Linked DNA regions of Mus musculus: region 2 is linked to region 1. The links are chromatin contacts, called in public Hi-C maps. All regions are on one chromosome and are shown on one strand. Each heading gives the region's core, a stretch centred on a gene start, on an enhancer-like site or on the middle of the called end of the contact. The rest is flanking DNA. Distances are from core to core; before and after follow the strand shown. Region 1 overlaps Opcml (opioid binding protein/cell adhesion molecule-like). Region 2 overlaps Opcml (opioid binding protein/cell adhesion molecule-like).

Region 1 (4,137 bases), core at 1,453-3,952:
AGGACATCCTTGCTGAGCTCCGTTGCTTGCAATGTAATAAACTATCATCTAGAAGTGAGTGTTTCAATTGAGTTTTGCTGTAAACACTGATATTTCCTCCCTTCTGCTGCTCTTCCCTCAAGAGGCCTCATGTATATTTCACTATGTGTCCTGCCTACTATTACACTCATACATCAAAGGCTCTGAGGACAAGGAACCTGATTCGGAAAACATTATTCTTTTAAAGATTTATCCTCTCATCTTGACCAGCTCCGTAGGTGAACGGGAGCCGCTCTCCATAAATTATTTTAATGCGCTATGCAAAGGGGAAAAGGGGTTTTCTCACCTCTTCTTACGAAAACTTTTCTCCAAGTGGAATTAGAGAATACCTTCAATTTCATTTCTTCTTCATTTTTGGTTTGGTTTGGTTTTGGTTTTGTCCAAGTATACACAGGGACGTGAACAAATGGCACAGAAAGAGAAAAATAAATTCCTCAGTATAGATCAAACAGATCTAAGAATTTCATTAAAATCCTGTGGGGATCCCACAGAAGGGGCATGGTTGTCTACAAGAAAGATGTTCTAAGTGGATGTAGACACCTTTGAGTGTCTGTTAGACAGGCACATTTGACATTGTCCAAAGCCTGGTAAAAGTTCTCACTGTCAGGAGAGGGGGCCTCAAATATCCCGTCCTCAGACCTTACTCCACAACGCTTCTATACTCTGACCCTGAGTCTAGCTGACTTTCTTTGCCTCTTCAAGCCTGCACTTCATTAGAACCTCAGTGGAGGAAAGTTTATGGTTCTCGGATGGCCCTTGTTCACCTAAGTCTCACGGGTCCTGGCTCTTTGGATATAGGTCAAGTCAATATCAATGCCATTATGTGCGTCTTCTCTCTTAGACCCTGACTGATTAGGTATGAGAAGAAGCACAGCACAATTAAATTTACAAATGATAGCCTCTCGTAAAACAGGGGTTTAGATTTCTTCTTGCTTCTGGCATTTGTTTCCAGGATCAAGTAAAGGGTTTGGATAAAATCCTGGGCCCAAAGTGCCACAACCTCTGTAGTTACTACATCTCTATTCCATGCTTCTCCACAGATGAGGTCTCCTGACCTCGCACATAGTCTCCATGTAACTAAGACCTAGGATAGAGCTAACAGCATCCCAGAAGGCATAGCCACCTCTCCTGGATGCTCTCCCAAGTCACAGATGGAGAACCTAGAACAACCACTTCACTAAACCAGCAGCTATCTTCATCAGAATCTAAATTATCTGTCCACGTGCTCAGTCCTTGCCCTGCATCAAAGAAACTCTTTTAGCAACAGACAGAGACCATTACAGAAAAGCACTACCAATCAAAATGCAGAGTTGTGGAGCCCAGTGAATAAATCTAAACACAACTAAAGCTCAGGGGTCATTGTGAAAGAAGAGGCACAGTTACAGGGAGTTTGCTGTAAGATTATGTCTCTTATGAATGTCTCCTATGCTCATAAAGTGTCACCAATGTGACTGCCTAAATACAGGCTGAACAAGGACAACAACAGACATGCCAAAGGAGACAGAGACGGGGTTGGGGGAGGGCAAAAGGACTCAACCCTACATAGAGAACTTGGGCAGCTAAAGCATGCTGAGAGTGGGAGAAATAGTACACACACACACACACACACACACACACACACACACACACATACATGTAACAACAATTAATGAAAAAGGAAGCTACAGATTTCAAAGAACAAACAGGAGTTATGGCAGCATTTAGGAGGTGGAAATGAAAGAGGGGAGTGATGTTATTATATTATAATCTCAAAAATGAAAGGAAGAATTGTAAATTAGTCTATAAGCATTAATCACAGTGGCAAGGGTTCTAGTATGTGATGGATAACTTGTGTCATGCAAAGAAAGCAAGAGATCAAAAAGCAGTTTGTGCTCTTAGGCCTTTCTTCTCCAGGCCTCTATTCTCCCTTCCTCAAACCAAGAATGCTGGACAAATTCACATTGTGTCCAAAAGGAGAAAGGCCACAGAACATGTACAAAAGGCCTTGTAAAGCTGTGTCTCATGGGGCCTGCAGGATTCTCACAGTGTTGATGTTGTCTGCCCTGTGGGGCACCTCTGTAGGAAAACACATGTTGTCAGGCACTCGTGGTGTCTGTGGCTCTTACTTTTCTGATGTGAGCTTTTCTTCAGTCTCTTTCTCAAGCAACACTTCCCTCCTCCCTCCTCCCTCCTCCCTCCTCCTCCTCCTCTTCCTCCTCCTCCTCCTCTTCCTCCTCCTCTTCCTCCTCTTTCTCCTCCTCCAGCACCACCACCACTACCACCCCTGAAACCACCACTACCACCACTGGCCCAGTGTTTTCTATCTATTAATATAGGACATATCTTCAAGGCAGTTCCTGCATTGAGAAGAATTTCCTAGATGTTTTTTATCAGACAAGCTGTAAACAGGTTTGCTGGCTTGAACGTGTCAGTCAGGGCAAGGGCTGAAAGATAAAGGCACCTCATTTGGGGCTTGCTGTGGGGAACAAAACACAAAGAAGCAAAGAGTCCTGGTTTCATTAAAGAGTAGAGGGAAGATAGGTGGAGAGTGGGGACACGGCACTGGCTCACTCTGCAGGGCTGTGTAGTTGAAAGGGCAGAAAAGCAGTCAGGGATGGGCGGCCTCTAAACTGCAGAAAAAGATGCACTGCCTGCTCCATCTCTTAGCTCATTTCTGGAGATTTGGCGCCATCTGGTGGTTATGATTTGGTACTGTAACTCACCCTTCCCTCTCAGCTTCCTGTTGCAAGTGAGTTCTTTCACAGTGATCATGGAATGTCACAGTCTATTAGCAAAACAACTCAGAGCACAGTGTTGGTGGGCCCCTCCTTCCTAGAAGGCAGTCGCCCTCTGTTCCTTCAAGCTATGCCAAGAGCTGTCCTGTGGCGAAAGAACAAGAAGTCAGCCACTGATGTGAAGTCACTCTGGGCTAGATCTTACCACATGCTGTGTTTCAGAGACCTGTTACTGAGAGGCCATGACCCTGAAATAGCCTCTCTACATCCTAAACTGCCCCTGGGAGGGAGAGAGCCTGTATGCCATGCCATGGGCATAGTACCCGAGACCCTTTCCTGAACTCTCCCCATAACTGCTTCTTATGGAAAAAAGATGAACGGGACATTGAGGCACTTGGGAAAAGTGATTTGAGGGAGATGCCTAGAAGGGCAAGCTAGAGTTTTTCTCTGCAGCCTCTGCAGGTGCATTGCTTGGTGTGGACTCAGTAGAGTGTGTAAGCCGGGCTTCATTCATTCACTCTTAGAGGTTCATTCATTTCTTAGAAGGCTACTATGTACTGACAATGAGACTTTGAACAAAATAGACCCAGATTCCGGCTGTGGACTTAATATTATGGCCACAAGGATAAAGCAGTTACCAAGAAGCCTAAGTAGAAGACAAAACTACTTAACTGTTGTAACAAGGACCATGTAAGTAAAGAATAGAGGTGGGACCGGGCGGTGGTGGCGCACACCTTTAATCCCAGCAGTTGGGAGGCAGAGGCAGTCAGATTTCTGAGTTCAAGGCCAGCCTGGTCTACAAAGTGAGTTCCAGGGCTACACAGAGAAACCCTGTCTCAAAAACAAAACAAAACAAAACAAAACAAAACAAAACAAAACAAAACAAAACAAAACGAAATGAAAGAATAGAGGTGGGTATTTGTCCAGGGTTAGGGGAGACTGCATTGATGATGAAACATTCCTGCATAAGGGCCACTGAGAGGACCCTGTGGCATCACCTGGAGAGAAAGAGCAGAGAAAAATACTTAAGTCTGCTACTTGAGAGCCGGTGACCCCACCATCTTGCTGGAGCTGAGCAGGCAGGAGTTAGCTATGGGAGGGTAGGACTGCATAGTTTCTTTTTTTTTTTTTTTTTTTTTTTAAGATTTATTTATTACATGTAAGTACACTGTAGCTGTCTTCAGACACACCAGAAGAGGGCGTCAGATCTCGTTACAGATGGTTGTGAGCCACCATGTGGTTGCTGGGATTTGAACTCTGGACCTTCGGAAGAGCAGTCGGGTGCTCTTACCCACTGAGCCATCTCACCAGCCCCAGACTGCATAGTTTCAAAATCTGACCCTTGAAGAGTCTGGGGCAGGTCTGGATTGGGTCCCATGGTATT
Region 2 (4,225 bases), core at 1,438-3,937, 310 kb before region 1:
AAAGATGTGATAAATGTACTGAATGGGGAACTATCTAGGCATTTTCACAGTTTTTGATTAGAGTCACAATGTATGACCATTTAATGCTAGATCCCCAGAAACCCAAGAGAAATACATTTCCTTTACCACAGGCTTCCTCTCTCATAGTGGAATCCACCTTCCAAATGTTAAATGCAAACCAAAACAGACAAACACATACAAACAAAATCACTGCCTGCTGCACCTCAAGATCTTTCCTGTGGGTGTTAAAAAGTGTGAATTTGAAATATAAATCCTCAATGTGTAACTGGGATTGGAAAATTAATGAAAACACCAGCATGTGCACTATGTGTGTATCCAACACTGAGCAAGCACATGACCTTGATTTAGCAGTCAAAGTACGGCTGGGGTTCCATTTGCCTGTTTGCCCCACCCTCAGAAATGACAAGCCACGCCTGCTTTCCTGCAAGGGGAGCTGAGCTTGAGCTCACAAAGCTGCAGGTTCTAACATTAAGCTAATGCAGAGAGCTCACTCTTTTCATTTTAAGCCAGGTTCTCTTGTACCAGTTGCCAATGTGGCCATTTTGAAAGCAGTTCCAAGGAAATTACTATACCCTGTGGCAGCTCAAGTAGGGTCTGCCACTACATAAATAAGTCTGTGGAAATGACAATAACAAGGAAAGACACACAGAGAAGAAGAGGATAGAAGGACTTAGGAGATGAATGACCGATGCAACAGGAAATGGAGATGATGAGACTTCCTGACAGTGAACTTGTTTTTCCTAGAGTTACCATAGCAGGATTGTGATAGACAATATGTCTAGACTTAACCCTTTAATCTCTACATGTCTTCATTGTGGCTAGCTGCCACTTCTTGATATCCTTGGTACAAGGAGTCCTGATCACAGGGAGGCTCAGTATCATAATCCCAAGAACCAGAGAATTGCCATCTGGAAGAGTAACCAACTTTAACCTTGAAGGCAACTGAAAATAACCTTTCTCCACTGATCCCTGTGTTGACATGGAAAAAGAGGTTATTTAGAGCATATTTCAAAACTATCAGGGTCTTGGGAGATATCCATCTCAGAAGAGAGTGGCACTTAACCAACAAAGCTTTGATATCTACAGAACGCATCTCCCCCCATCTGCTGAGTGCTAAGTTTCCAGTTCCTTGCACGATGGGGAAGCATAAATAGGGCCAAGAAGGTAACAAGCCTCATCGCAGGATGCTCAGAAACAGAAAGTGGAAAGGCCACGTCTGTAATAAATCAATTAGTCCATAATTCAACAAGAAAAATGCAGTTTAATGTACCAATGGTTCTTATTACTGGCTCTGGAGCCATAAAAAGGCACCAGTGAGAAACAGAGGAGGTGCAATTAATCCCATTGTCTTCCTCTGAACACTCTCATCCCTGTAAAAGTTTGTGTGAGACCTTTCACATAGACTACATTTTCTGCCTATGCCCTATTTCCCAGTAAATCTGCGAAACTCCATCAATTAACAATAACAAAATGGAAATCTAATTCTCCAAAAGGCCACATAAAAAGTCAATGAAAACTCGCAGTGTCTCAACTCCAAGCTCTATTTTATGCTTCTCTAGCTTTCAGGTTGTGATTCTTCACCAGAACCCATGTCTCATCAAGGTGACTCTTCAGGCAAGAGTTTTCTGCTGTAATAATAAATAGGGGTGACATCTCACATCTATTTAACAGCACATGAGATAGACACTAGCACGCTGCTTCTTATAAATGGAGCATGGCTGGGCTCAGCTCAGCGGAATGTGGAAGCAGCCAGAATAGAGGACAGGAATAGGATCTCTGCTTCTGTATTCCACCCACCCCCCCACCCCACCTCTATGCCCAGACCTCTCCTTGGCATGCCAGCGTTCCATTCAAGGGTAGATGGCATTTTCTAGGATACTGATTCTTAGGTCTGAAAGGCCTTTGCTGTTTTGCTAGGCATTGGCATACTGGGGGAAATAAGATACTACCCCGAATTCACTCCTCTGCCACTGGACCCAGCAAAAATAGGAAGAAATTACTAGCAAGCACTATTTTCGCCTAAGCCCTTCTCCAGAATACTAAGAACCTTATTATCAAAGCTCTAAGATCTAAAAGCATAACCTAATTGCAACCAGTCTGGAAAGAACATGAAAAAAAGTCACAAGTGCTGTTCAGCATGCCATGGTGATTAATAGTCAGATATGTGCTGGGAAAGAGCCACTCCAACAATTTAGAAAATCCAGCCTTTGACTTCCAATGGAAAAACTTCTGGGGCTAGGCAACATCTGCTATCCCACCTACACACCCACCCACTCACCCACCGAGAAGGTTATGCATATGGGGTAGGTGATCCCTGTTACCCCACCCCCCAGGATGGTGTGTGTGCTGTGGTCCCCAAGTGAGGAGTACCGACTGTAAACTTCTTTAGCCTTTCTATTCCTAAACAGTAGGAGTCCATCCACTAGTTCATTACACTGAGGTTTTTATTTTTCAGAAAATGACTCTACTGCTTAAATCAAATGCTGCAAGGCACTGTGGGATAGTGGTTGTTTAACATTTCAAAAATAGCCCCTAAAGATAGTCCCCATGACATTAGATAACTTGCTACAGATGTCTGCAAAGGGTGGGAAGCAGCTTTGGCCCCACAGTGACATCTGATCAAAGCCCCAGTTCCCTTTCCTTCCAGTCACTTAATTTCCCTCTAGAAAGCCTGAGCTGACATACCAGAAGAGAAGAAAGCGCCTTTGTGGGTGGGGTATCAGTGCTGTTACCATTGCTCTGTTGGGAGACACAGCATCACATCACAGGAGAATGTAAAAAGGAGAGCTGATGGGCAAGGAGGGGCAGAGCGACAGACTGACAGCCACAGAGACACTGGGAGAGGTGACATATGATGACACTTCCTCTTTCTGCAGCCTGTAGCTCCCTTCTAGGAAGGAAGCCAACATAAATTCTTGCACTCAGCGGTGCCCAGATAGACCGGAAAGAAAACAAAAAGGCGAGATTAATCTAAGCATCACAGGTGCCCCTAAGCCACTCTGCTAATACTGCCTTCCAGGGAAGCCTTGATTGGAGGAGGGTTTTGCCAGGAGCTGAGCTACCAACTGCAGACTTCCCTTCTCAGCCCCACACTGCATTTTATTTCTATCAAGCCGTGCTTCTGATTGCCTCACTCTGGAGGGCTGGCAGTGGTACATTAACCTGCTGGACCACAGGGAGAGTCGACGGCTGCCAACGTGGCTATCAAAGGGCCTCTTCTGTACTCGCACTCTCCTGGAGATGCCAACAAAAAGCAGCCACAGAAAACCTCACCTCATGGGGGCATCTTCTTGCCTCATAATTAACCTTCACATTGGTGAGCCCGCTCTATGTAGAAACTGCTCTGCACCCACATTCTAGAACTTTCTTCACGATTGAAAATCAAACTTGGAGCCTGATTCACAGGGAACTCACTTTGATCCTCTCTCCTTGGGTGGTACATGCTCAGCCATTGTCTGTGAACTCTTCTGAAAGCTCTCTGTTTCTTCTATCTCTTTAATTTTTGTGTCCCCTCTTCCTTTCTCGTGGCTGTGACTGTGTCACAACAGGTTTAAGGGAGTCCACTGGGCTTAAACGTATTTAGAAATAATTCTGTCGATTCCATAGTCGTTCTGAATAAACAGATTCTTGCCACACACATGTTATTTGACTCCTGGGAATACAGAGGAAGAGAAGACTGTCCTTAGTGGCTCTCACTAATCCCCGGTCCTTGTGGAACTGGAAAGATTTGACGTTCAATGATCTCATCCTACAATACAGCCTGCCTGTGTAGATATTGTATCATGCTGTCCCATTTTACCTATAATGTGGCCCATTTTAAATAGGCTTTAACTCAAACATTAAGTTTCTCCAGGGCCCAAGCTAACAAAGATCCTCCTTAAAACAGTGGTTCTCTACTTGCGGATCACAACCCCTCTGGCAAATCCTATCTCCAAAGATACTAGCACTATGTTTCATAACAGTAGCAAAGTTATTGCTATGGCATAGCAACAAAAGTAATTTTATAGTTGGGGGTCCCCACAACATCAGAAACTGTAGGAAGGGGTTGCAGCATTGGGAAGGGTAAGGACCACTCTCCTATAATGTTATCTCATACAAATGCATCTTTGGGAAGTTCAAAATATGCAGCCCACTCAGCTTATCCTGCTGATCTCATCCAAGCACTGTAAGAAGCCCCACTTCTTAACTCTATTACTTTTTACTA

Evidence for each region. Hi-C and Micro-C count contacts between places; a contact is called where the count stands out from the background.
Region 2: a Hi-C map of cortical neurons shows a contact between it and region 1, with 4 times the contacts expected there. The contact joins two enhancer-like sites. A contact is called at or near these places in 9 of 484 Hi-C or Micro-C datasets (the HL-1 cell line, cerebellum, cerebral cortex and 2 more).

What each region holds. Positions count from the first base shown.
Region 1 is chr9:28,260,151-28,264,287 of GRCm38.p6, reverse strand. The region is part of intron 1 of Opcml (opioid binding protein/cell adhesion molecule-like); the gene reads right to left. Among named protein-coding and RNA genes, the nearest start is that of Gm39313, 130 kb to the left of the region's middle. Within about 2 kb of position 2,702, at least 14 of the 459 cell types and tissues checked have an H3K27ac peak or open chromatin away from gene starts, as enhancers often do. A contact at or near this core is called in cortical neurons, where this site is marked.
Region 2 is chr9:28,568,038-28,572,262 of GRCm38.p6, reverse strand. All of the region lies in intron 2 of Opcml (opioid binding protein/cell adhesion molecule-like), which reads right to left. Among named protein-coding and RNA genes, the nearest start is that of Gm39313, 170 kb to the right of the region's middle. Within about 2 kb of position 2,687, at least 44 of the 459 cell types and tissues checked have an H3K27ac peak or open chromatin away from gene starts, as enhancers often do. A contact at or near this core is called in cortical neurons, where this site is marked.